Regions from separate parts of the Mus musculus genome. Here all the other regions are linked to region 1. The links are chromatin contacts, called in public promoter capture Hi-C maps. All regions are on one chromosome and are shown on one strand. Each heading gives the region's core, a stretch centred on a gene start, on an enhancer-like site or on the middle of the called end of the contact. The rest is flanking DNA. Distances are from core to core; before and after follow the strand shown. Region 1 holds the start of Epsti1 (epithelial stromal interaction 1 (breast)). Region 2 holds the start of Tsc22d1 (TSC22 domain family, member 1). Region 3 holds the start of Nufip1 (nuclear fragile X mental retardation protein interacting protein 1).

Region 1 (3,926 bases), core at 575-3,074:
GCTGCTGACTACCGCCAACTCTAATGAAGCAACTGATGTCTTTCAGGAAGTTCTCTAATGTTCTAGCAGCAAACTGTTCCTTTCAGAGGGATTTGGTCCAGCAAGACGAGGGAGCGATTAGCATCCCATCAGAAAACAGAAAGAGACAACTGCTTAGTGCCCACGAGATGAGAGGAGCATACAAAGACGTGCTTATATCTAAATGGATGCTTCCTAATAAAAGGATTTTTATCATTAACTACTCATAAGTGTGAGACCAGTTTATAGACATGTGACTCGGAGTTAATGAACTTCGGTTATGGCAAGATGCCAGTTATTCTGAGAGAAATTCCACAGTCTCTGATTGACTCCCAGATCACCTGCCCCATCTAAGGGTAGCTACCCTGAATGGTATCATAACCTCCCTACCTTCAGAAACGACATGGGGATGAAAGAATCTCTAGTGCTAGTGTGTATTGGTCATAAGGTTAGGTAGCTGTTCCTTAGCAACCAGCATTTGTCTTTCTTGCAACAAAGAAGTCGCTGCAAAGCAGGGAAACTAAAAATAAAACCATTTGTACAGTTCTAATTCACAGAGGCGGCACTTCAAACCATGGTGCTGAGTGGGAAAAAAAAAAGCCCATTCCACCCCGTGCAAGGAGAGGGTCGCTGGTGTTCTACAAAGCTTGCTTTCAAACTTTATATGCCCCAATACAGGGGAACACCAGGGCCAAGAAGTGGGAGTGGGTGGGTAGGGAAGCGGGGGGGGGGGTATAGGGGACTTTCGGGATAGCATTTGAAATGTAAATGAAGAAAATATCTAATAAAAAATTGGGGGGGGGAGCTCGAGTTCAGGATGCCACCGTCAGTCCTTAAACAGCAGATCAAGAATAAACGCCTCCTATGAGTCCCTGCTTTGCTTAGCATGCAATCCAATCTTGAGCGTCTGGGGTCCTCACTCCCAGCTGTACTGATGGAAACTTTAAGTTAGACCATTAGAGAACTTCCAGATAGCTTTAAGGCTATCTGGACCCTCTGCATCACGCTCCTTCTTGCCTTTATTCTAGCATGGTAGTCCCATTTAGAGCCGCCACCCCTTTCTCTAGTAAAGAAAAACTTACTTTCATAAAGAATGAAAAGCCCAGGTTGCATGTATTCATCTTTTAATCCTTGAGCCAGTCTTAAGAATCAGTGGACTGGGGGTGAGAATCTGCTATAAAGGTCTGCAAACAGGCAGGTGCAAGGCATAATAAATCAATTCCTAGGTGATTTTAAAGAGGTAAATGATATATAACTCTTTCAAAATCCCTGTTATTAAGCCTCTGTGATTTCAAACTCCAAAGACCAGGAAGGTACCTGGGGCCTGATTATATTCGGGAACAGGACTTCCTGCTTCCAAGGCAGCTTGCAAATACTTACCTTCCCTGGTCAGCATGCCCCTGCCTCTCCATCTTGGGGCCCTCGGGAGCTGCCACCTCCAAACTCTGTCTCCGGTTTTGCTGCAAGCCCAGCTCCCTGCGCTGCCCAGCTCCAGCGTGGTCCCGAGAGATGGAGGAAGTGCCCAAGCCTGGGCCCACCACCTTACTGCGGGTGTACATGGTCCACAGCCCGTGGGGTCCTGGCCACAGCCTTTGAGGGACGGATGCTGGTAAGGGCTTCTAAGGAGGCTCGAGGAAGGGGTTCTGAAGAGCAAGGAGAGCGGTTTTAACAGCTGAGTTTCGATTTCTCTTTAACCACCCGCTGGGTTCAGAGAACTTCCTCATTCATTCTCTACCCGGACACCCTTGGACTTTCTCACAGGTTAGCTTCCTGGGCTGAGCCTGCCTCTAGCAAGGCTGAAGAACTGAGCTGGTTCACCCAGCTGCAGGTGATCGGGCTCAGGGATTCATAGCCACTGCAGAGAGCACCAGAGATCATTATGATGAGCCTTGGGAAGCTTCTAAGCTGGTGCAAAATAGCCAGAAACCTGGAGAAACTTGAGCTGTTTAAGGGGTGTCCCTGATTTGAGGTCACTGTCAGAAGCTGGACACCCGGGGACATATTACCTTGAGTCCCCATAGATTAGGACAATAACTAAAAGCAATGGAACAGAAAAAGAATAGTTCCGTTTGTTAGTTGTGGCTGCTGTTTGGCGGTCAGAGGAAGTGGAAAGTGAAATCAGAAGAAAGAAAAACAAACAAACAAACAAACAAACAAAACAGCAGAGCTGGAGAGGCGAGCTGAGGGATAGGCAGAGCCGAGGGCCTGTTAGCCTCTCTAAGTGATTGACTAAGCATTCAAAAACCGACGGATTGAATGCCGGTCCTAAGCACAGCTTCCAGTGATCCAGCTCTGTTGAAACGTTAAAAACAAAGACCAGGTTTACAAGACTATTTCCATAGGTCTTGGACTATGTTCTGGCATCCTTTGTTTGTTTAGTTTTGTTTTTAAGGTTCCAGAAAATCCTGATGTGACTGTGTGGCTGGGGTGGTGGTGGTAGGGCATTATGACAGGGCTTCTGCTATAAAATTATGTGGTGTGTACCCATCCAGGTGACGTCCTACGGCAGAGCCTTTCTGCTTGGCAACTGGCCGCCCAGAAGTTTCACTGTCTTGGTTTATTTATTATTGGTGCTTAGAGCAGAAAGACAAATGCATGTTGGATAGCTAATAAGAGAATAAAACTGAAAGGTCGTTAAGTGCAAGTGGTAAAATAGGAAGGGAGAAGGCAGTGGCCATTGGAGTGCATAGTCTGCTGCACACACCACAACGAGGAGGTGTTGGGGCTTGGTTAAGTGGGCCAGAGCGTCTCAAAGCTCAGAGAGGATTAGAACCACATGATGGGTGTGTTAGAACGGGTATGTAGGTGCTTACCCTAGAGTTCAGCTCTGGAGTGGGCCTAAGGAATTGCCCTTCCAACAGTTCTCAGTGAGGCTGATCCAAGACCATTCTATGAACCAGTGCTGAAGGCAATGTAGACGGCAATGGGGGTGGGCCAGCGGGGGAAGAACCGGCAACAGGGGGGTGGAGGCAGGGGCAGGGGGGCTCTCCATAGAGCTTGAGAAAGTCAAAGTGAAGGCGAGATGGAAAAATGAACAGGTTAATAACAGGAAGAAAAACTGAGGACCTGGTTAGTAAAGCTAGGCCAGAGATGTGTATTAGCAGTAAGGCCGCTGTGTGGGAAATACAAAGTAGACATTAAAACCCAAACCAAACTAGAGATAACATAGGTTAAAGAAAACAAACAAAACTAAACAAGCAAATGAACACCAGGGAGAACTGATCCATCCCCAGGGGCAGTGGAGGGAGGGAAGGGAGGCCTTACATCACTCTGAGATCATGGACACATGCTGGCCCCAGGGCAGAGGTAAGTTTGCTTTCTTTGAGGTCCCATTTTCCTCATCTGCACTGTGGGAGCAGAAGTCCCCGTCTCCACCTTGTAAGGTGTTGTGAGGACTAAGGAGATACTTAATATCAATGGTTGTCCGAGTTGAGTTTTGCCTCCAACAGACATTAGGCAAAGCCTAGAGGCAGTTGTCACAGTGGAACCTAGAGGAGGAAGGATACCTGGCATCTAGTGGGGAGAAGCCAAGACACCGCTAAACATGAAATAGTGTTCAGACAGCAGCCCCACAGGAGAGTCACCCAGACCCAAATGCCCATGCCCAGAAGCAGCCAAATCCTCATGATAGACCCCAACAGAAAGCTCCAGTCATGTCACAGCTGCCATGGTGACCTTAGGAGAAGGCCAGCATGACCTGCCTGGAGGCTGTACTGGGCCCAGTCATGAGTTCTTGGGGAATGTCACAGGAATCCTTGCTTCAAAGAGAAGATCCGTGGCATTGGATTTAACATTTGAGGAAGGGAAAAGGCAAGTTAGGGGAAACCCAGCCCCAAACCCCAAACAGCTAGTAATGGTGGTACTGATTTCAAAGATATATATTGTTTGATCCTATTTACTATACAACC
Region 2 (4,006 bases), core at 140-2,639, 1.5 Mb after region 1:
GGAGAGGAAGAAACGGTACCATTGCCCATGCCACTCAAGATACTCGAATTAACAACACTGGTAACTCCAGGCCCACCACTTATGCTAGCAGCATTAGGGATATTGCTTGTATTTATATTAGCATTACCATGCACGCTGTTCGTCACACTGGGACTGAAACTACCCACAGCAGCAATGTTAACATTATTCGTAGCGCTCGTGCCAGTAACCGAATTTATACCTAGGCTTCCTGTAGTACTTGGAGTACGGATGTTCGTCATCACTGATGCTGGTAAGCCACTCGATGGTACTGCAGGAGGAGGTGCGACTGGCACACCACCATCAGAACTTCCAGTTGTAGAGAGTTTCCTGGACACTGGGCTCGAGGGTGGCCCTCCGGGAATGGATGGACCGGCCACAGCAGCATGTGATGAATGATGGTGCCCATGGTGAAGGTGGTGCCCATGATGAGGGTGATGGTGATGATGGAGGTGGTGGGGATGGGCATTCCCATTGATCACAACGTTCTGTTGTGGAAGGTGAGGCAAATGAGGCTGAGGAAGGTGGGGCTGGTTAGGAGAGACTGCCCCAGGTGTCTCAGCTTCCTGGAAGTTATTCAGAGTCTCCTCTGAGGAGCTTCGTTCAGGCTCACCTAAGTCAGTGGCCCTGGAAAGGGAGACGTCGAGGATCTCGGAAGAGGAGAGATCTTCCGTGTGCGACTCATCCAGATCGTCGTAGCTCTCGGTGTCCTCCGCGATGCTGTTGTTGGAGCTGATGCTGGCAGAGATCTGAGCCGGAGTAACGCTAGTTATCTGGAAGCCACTTTTCTTTTTCATCTGAGTTCCGCCTGGCGCAAGAGGCTGTCCCTGCAGCTGAGCCTGCGAGAGGAGGTTCAGGCTTTGTGGAGGCGGAGGCTGGGGTCCCTGCGTGGAAGATGCAGCAGGAGGCGGCGGCTGGAGCAGCGAAGGAGGAGGAAAATCTTCAGAAGATGGAGCAGCACCACTGACGCCCGTACCTGCTGCATTGAGAGCAGAGGCGCTGCCACCACCGCTGCCCCTTCGAGGGAACATTGCCGGGTGCGCCATCTTCCTAGCACTAATGTCTGCAGCAGCGGCCGCCGCGGCGGTGGACTCCGGCGGCTGGTGCATTGTGCTGGGTACCGGGGGGCGGAGGAGGCAAGTGCAATTTCCTTCTGCACCGTAATCTTTGTATGGAGAAGCCGGAGAGACGAACAGGACCTGAAGCTCCGCCCGACGCGATCCCTCCTCCTCCTCCTCCTCTGCCGAAGGCGCCGGCTGCTCGTGCCTTCGAGGGCTAACTTCGGGAAGGGAGGATGAACCGGGTGAACCAGGTGGCTGGGGAACCGAAGGGGGACCCCTTCAGTCCTTCGCCATTCACTTCCCCCTCCAGTCACACACCCCCCTTTATATTCCGCTTCACGTGGGGTGCGGGGCGGGAGGGAGGGGAGCCCAGGAGGGGGCGGGGGAGGCGAGGAGAAGCGAGAAATGCCCACCTTCTTTGGCCAACTCCGGAGCCAGCTCAACCCCCTCCTCCCGCGGCGACGGCCGCTGCAAAAGCCCCTCCGCTCGTCCTGCACCGAGGCAGCGCGGAGCGAGCGGTCGCCCCGGCCCTCGCCACCCCCGGCGCCGCGGCCGCCGGCGAGCCCTGAGCTCAGCGTCGCTCCAACCTCCCCTGCCGGCGCGGCCGGCCCCGCTCGGGCCTCCCCCCACGGCCCGCGGCCCCTCTCAAACCCCCTGGGCTCGCGACGGCTGCTCCGGGAGGAAAGGCTGGCCGCGGCTGGGGCCCGGGCGGCGCGGCTGCGAGCGGGGCGGTGGCGGGGCGCCCGGTACGGTGAGCCCAGCAACGAGGCGCGGGCGGGCGCGCAGAGACGCCGGATCCTCGCGGAGCGCGGCCGGGGCGCGGCGGCGGCGGCGGTGGCGGCAGCAGCAGCGGGAGCCCAGGGACCGCTCCATCACTGGCAGCCATGGAGCCCGAGCATTTTCCTCCCTCGGGGCAGGCGCTCGGCTCGCCACACGTCCTCGGAGAGGAAGGGCGCCGGCGCCCGGGCTGCTCCGGCGGGCGGCGGGACGTGCGCGGGAGCGGAGGGGCGAGCTCGCGTCCTCTTCTCGGCCCGCCGGCTGGTTCGGCACCGAGCTGCTCCCGCGACCGGGAGGGAGGGAGAGAGGGAGGGAGGGGGCCGCGGGCGGCGGTGGCTCCTTTTCGCGGCGGTGGCGGCCAGACGGGGCTGGTGCAGCGGCTGCAGCCGACGCCGTTCAAAGAAATGAGAGGTGGGGTTGGTCGGTGGCGGCGCGGGGCGGGGGAGTGGGAGGGCGTCGGGCGAGGAGGGGGCTGTGATGGTTGTTACTAGTGCTCTTCTCGGGCTGCTCCGTATCCCCTGGTCTCTCGCGGCATCAAGAGAGGAGGGACCAGCGCCCCAGCGCGAGAGGAGGAGGGTCGAGCTCTGACCGAGGAGAAGGAGGAGGAGGAGGTGGCAGGGGGGAGGGGTCGTGGAGGAGAGGAGGGAAGATGGCGTCTGCGCGTGCGCGCCGGCGCTGCAGACATAAAGCCGGGTCTGACCAGGGGAGGTGGCCTGTCTTCGGTCCGCGCCGAGCTCTCGGCTCCGTCTCCCACGGAAATTACCGAAGGCCGGCGGAGTCGCCGACGCCGGAGGGCGGTGGGGGGTGGGGCACTCGGGCGCGCGAGCGAGCGAATCCGGGTCGCGTGGAGAGGCTGGGGTGGGGCTGGGAGGGGGGGGGGGAACCACGCCGCGCGCGTGCGCGCAGGTTAGGCGTGTCCGCTGCTGTCTCCCACGCGGACCCCGGCGGCGAGGCGGGTGCGGAGCGCTAGGTCTCGGGTGTGCGCGCCCTGGGGCGGTGGCTCCCCCGCCCCGGCCTGCGGAACGGGTAATGAGGCTTTTCTCCTCAGCAACAGCAGCATCACGAGTTGCAGCTCCCAGGAGCCCTCCGCTGCTGCCACGACATGAGTCAGGCTTTCTTCCTCGGCGCGTGGCGGAACCCTCCTCCTCCTCCTTCTCCAAGCAGCAACCTGGCCTCCCCCTCGACCCGCACCGCCCTCGCCCCTTCCGGGGATGCCCCGATAGAATCGGGTGTCTTCCCCCACAGCAGTGGTACCTTTTGTGCAGAGCGGTGGTAGTTGCCACGCGGTCCCTCGCCCTTCGACGGGCAGGGTCGAGACTGCTAGCATGTGGCACGGATGTTTGCAGGGAATCTCCCAAGCCCCTCCAAGGGAAGGCTCTTACAAAAGGGAGTGATCCTTGCTGTCCTTCCTTATCGGGTGGGAAGAAGCTAGCCGGCCCTGCCAGCTAACCAACCAACAGGTGGAGCTTCCCTCCAGCCATTTATTGTCTTTGTGTCCTTGCTGTGGCCCTTAGAGAGGTAAAAGGTTAGGGCTTGGTTTTAGTGGAATTTAAAGGAAATTTGTAAAGAATGCCTTTTAGGGCTAGAAAAGCAAAAAGACTGGTAAAGTGCCCCCCCCCTTTTTTCTTTTTAACTAAAACTAGATTTCATGGATTTAGGTAGGTTTGCTTGGAGACAATTTTCTGTTAGCTGCCTCCGAAGTATTACATGTCAAAACCTCTCAAAGCAGGGCTTTGCTTCTAACCAAGAATGTAAATCTCACCCAGGAAATTTTTTAAGCTGAGGTGAAAAGGGTTGTTTGAGAGCGGTTTGTTTCTGTTCTAGTTTAGGTTTCAGGGATACAAATTGATCAGAAGAGAGACCTCTGACTCGGGAAATCACCAATTTCGTTTCTGAAGGATAACACCCAACAAACAGAAAACCAAAAACTGTTACCAGCAGTTTAACACCCCTCATTCTGTACATTAAGAGTTTGAATGTCACCTATATACTGTTGACATCTTGGCATCCTTTATCTGGTCTGTACCAAACTCTCACACGTGCCACCTCATACATGTCCCCTACAAAACAGGTGAAATTCACATTATTTTGATTTTTTTAAATGAGTTGAGGGTCTCAATAGAGATGGAAGAGTAACCTTCAACTCACTG
Region 3 (3,634 bases), core at 271-2,770, 1.8 Mb after region 1:
CCAAGACAGTTGTTTGTTTTTTGTTTTGTTTTGTTTTTTGTTTTGTTTTGTTTTTTCGAGACAGGGTTTCTCTGTGCAGCCCTGGCTGTCCTGGAACTCACTTTGTAGACCAGGCTGGCCTCGAACTCAGAAATCCACCTGCCTCTGCCTCCCGAGTGCTGGGATTAAAGGTGTGAGCCACCACCGCCTGGCACCAAGACGGTTTTAATGTTCTTTCTTTTCCTATAATTTCATCATTTATTTTTCAATACTATTTTGTTTCAACATTTTACTTATAATTAAGTTCCTTAAACATACTACCCAAGTAAAGCTCTCCATGTCCACCACAGATGTGAAACACTGACAGTTACAACTTAATATATAGAGCAGTAACATTCAAGTTCAAAAGGCCACATTTATCATCTTGGAATTACCTTCGTTTTCTGTTTTCTGTTTTGAGGCAAATTGAATTTTGCATCATGTGATCGTGGAAAATAAGAATGTGTAACTAAAAAAGAAAAGAGGGTTTCATTTAAGATTGCAAAGGTACAATTGTTTATTGATCATTTTTTTCTTAGATTAAAAACAAAAACTGTGTAGGTAGCATGGAGTGCAGGTACTCTTGGAGGCCAGAAGAAAGCTATCGGCTCCTCTGAGGCTGGAGTTACAGGCAGTTGAGAGCCCAGTGTGGATGTTGAGAACCGAGCTTTGGTCCTCTGCAAGAGCAATAGAGTCTCATCGCCAACCCATTTCTCCACCTCCCCCCCAATCAATCCTTTTCTAATGCATACATACAATCATTACTTCCTAATACCTAGTTTTATCTCCTGTATCGCGTCTTCCTACACTGAGGGGATAGGAAGCTCTCAAAAGGTATGGATTTTTGTATGTTTTGTTTACTGCTATGCAAGTAGTCCCCAGTTTTATAGTTGGGTTAAATTAATAAAATTTTGGATGAGCAGGTGGCAGGAAACCTAGTGAGACACATTTTGAATACTCATTACCAGCCTCCAAAACTACAGCGCAAAGCTGAGAGATAAAAAGAGAAAGCTGGGAGAGGAAAGAAAGAGAAAGTAAAGTAGGGCCACTAGGAACTGCAGCTTACCCGGAGATTGGTAAGACGTGTGGTACGTGGAAAAACCATTAGGAGACAATCCCCAGTACCAAGGCGTGGAGGCTTGCAAATTCCAGGCCTGCTGGCCGCTGAACTGAGATTGAGCATCGGGCGGAGCCTGGGCATCGAAAGGAGGCTGCGCCGCGGGAAGAATCTGAGCATCGAACGGTGGAAGCGCTCCGGAGGGAGGCTGGGGCAGCACGTGAGGCTGTCCCTTCCGGCTCTGCTCCGAGCCCGCCACTGGGGACGACAGAGGAGGTGGTGGCGGCGGCAGCATGGCCCAGTACACCCAGTTGTCCCGCGGCGGCGCAGCTTCGCTCGGAGTCCCGGGCGCGGGAGTCAGATCCGGGGCCGAAGGCCACACGGCGGGTGCCGGTTCAGCCATGCCACCTAGCAAGCAGCGAGCCCAAAGTGCAACTGTGGAACTATCATTAAGCGTCACTTCCGTTACAGTAATCTGGCCAATGAGCCCATCGCGGGCTTACGTCATCAGACAAAGCCGGAAAAACCTTCGGGCCTTGCAGCAAATCCTGGTCTACACCGTCCAGCCTGGGTTTAGCTAAACTGCGTGTGCAGGTTGGCTTGGGCTTTGAGCGACTGTGCGTCGCAGCGAATGGCTAGGGACCTGATCGGGCCGGCACTGCCGCCAGGCTTCAAGGAGCACGCGACAGTTGAGGACGAGGAACGGGACCCGAGCCCGGGTAAGCAGCAGCGGGCGTCTGCACTCCCGGGAAGGACTGGCGACCACCGTGGAGTGGGCGCGGTCCGCCCTGGGGGAAAAGCTGGGCAACGCCTGAGTGTTTGGGACCCGATCATCGTTAAAATGACTATACAGTCCCAATTTGCTATTATTACGAATAGGACTGTGCTAACTGATCAATCTTCGTCCGGTCGTCTGTTTAACCCTTCCATCAACTGTATAAGAAAAGATGATGGATGGTGCATGTGTTACAAATGATGACAGCGGCTGATGAATCGGTGCCTAAGACACGCAGCTAGTCCGTGATGAAGCCCAAGTTAGAACCTAGTATCTCTATATCTTCAGATTTACAAGACTCTTGCCAAAGATCCTGTGCCTCTCTCCTCCCCGGCCTGACTTCCCGACCTCATTCTATCATTCCATCTTACACAGCAGCCCAGTGCCCACACAGTTCGAGTTTATGCTTTGACGATAGACTTTTGGGGGTGCTATGGTTGTACTTAAATGCCTGACAAAACGTCCTTCATATACCAGTTTAAGCGTCACCTTCCCGAGCATTGTCACGTCTTCCTCCGGGTTTTCCTCTCCCCAGTTACGCTAATATTTAACACATTCTGTTCAACTAATTTGTGGATATCTCAGTCTCCACCAATTCACTGTGTCTTGCAACCTTAACATGCATCTATGCCACATCAATACCTCGCACACTCTTTCATGCTTTTCCGGCTTTAGTGTTTGTTCCAGTTTGAAGGCCGGCGCTGACTCTACTTGGGAAAGAACAAAACTGACAGAATGTTGATCTGACTTTGTTTTTCTGGCTACCCAGAGACTATGTCTCCGGCAGATTCTTCCTTCCAGATCTTATTTCTAGTGCCGTTATTTTTAAAAATTCCCTTTATTCTTTGTTTTAGGAAGGAAATTTCTACCCAGTTAGGTTGAAGAAGTATGAGTGAATTCAATTTGGTAAATCCCCTGCAATTTCTTTACCTATTGTACAGGTAACAGACATTTGGGTAGATTCTGGTTTTGTTTTTGTTTTTAACTCTTACAAAGAGTGCCACTATGCACTGTGTATGTGTGTGCATGTGTATCTATCTGTCTGTCCGTCTATCTATCTCCTCTGTTATACACCCTCAGTTTCAGAATCCTACCAGTTTACCAAAGCCCTCAGTGAGTATAGGAGTTCTGATTGTTCCATGTTCTCCCTAATCATTTTCCTCTGTCTTTTCAATCTGGTGTTTTGAAGCCATATTTTGTAGTAATTTAAACTTGTATTTTCTTGTGAGAAATTAAATTGAACACTTTTCTAATTTTTTATTATCTTTTTACCACTGTGCTCTGATAGTCTTTTGCTTATTTCTTATTGAAATTTCTTTTGTCTTCTTGATCTGTAGTTTGTAAAATTGGCATACACAGCATTAGGTTCCATTATTTATATTCATGTGTTTGTGTGTGGGTATGTGCGTGTGAATGCAAGTACCTGAAGAGAACAGGAGTTGTGTGGACCCTTGAAACTGGAGTTACAGGCAGTTGGGAGCCTCCAGATGTGGGTGCTGAGATCTGAACTTGGGGCCTCTGCAGTGTACACTCTTAACTGCTGCCTGAGCCATCCTTAAGACCGAATTATGTCATTTTTTAAACAAAACTTTTTGTTAATTCTTCTTCCCACCCCCTCTTATCTCTTTTAGCCTTCAGGCATCTCCCATAACCTCCTTTCCCCTTCTGTGTCTCATGTGTGTCCCCTATTCTTCAATACCTCTTTTAACCCCCTCATAATCTCTTTTCTAGTTTCATAGCTTATATCCGTACTCAGCCCACTTAATATGCACTTGTATGAACAT

The links. Promoter capture Hi-C pulls out the DNA fragments that hold promoters and counts their contacts. Capture Hi-C pulls out chosen DNA fragments and counts their contacts.
Region 2: a promoter capture Hi-C map of pre-B cells shows a contact between it and region 1, with 4 times the contacts expected there. The contact joins the promoter of Tsc22d1 here to the promoter of Epsti1 in region 1. A contact is called at or near these places in 2 of 39 promoter capture datasets (hippocampal neurons and pre-B cells).
Region 3: a contact with region 1 is called in a promoter capture Hi-C map of liver, with 4 times the contacts expected there. The contact joins the promoter of Nufip1 here to the promoter of Epsti1 in region 1.

The regions. Positions count from the first base shown.
Region 1 is chr14:77,902,137-77,906,062 of GRCm38.p6, reverse strand. Epsti1 (epithelial stromal interaction 1 (breast)) reads right to left here and starts at 1,824. Exons shown (of 12, transcript NM_029495.2): 1 at 1,399-1,824. The coding sequence starts at 1,577.
Region 2 is chr14:76,413,204-76,417,209 of GRCm38.p6, reverse strand. It overlaps Tsc22d1 (TSC22 domain family, member 1), which reads right to left and starts at 1,389. Exons shown (of 3, transcript NM_207652.3): 1 at 1-1,389. The coding sequence starts at 1,127.
Region 3 is chr14:76,108,777-76,112,410 of GRCm38.p6, reverse strand. Nufip1 (nuclear fragile X mental retardation protein interacting protein 1) reads right to left here and starts at 1,520. Exons shown (of 10, transcript NM_013745.5): 1 at 1,085-1,520; 2 at 414-487. The coding sequence starts at 1,478. Gpalpp1 (GPALPP motifs containing 1) reads left to right here and starts at 1,596. Exons shown (of 8, transcript NM_026177.3): 1 at 1,596-1,794. The coding sequence starts at 1,707.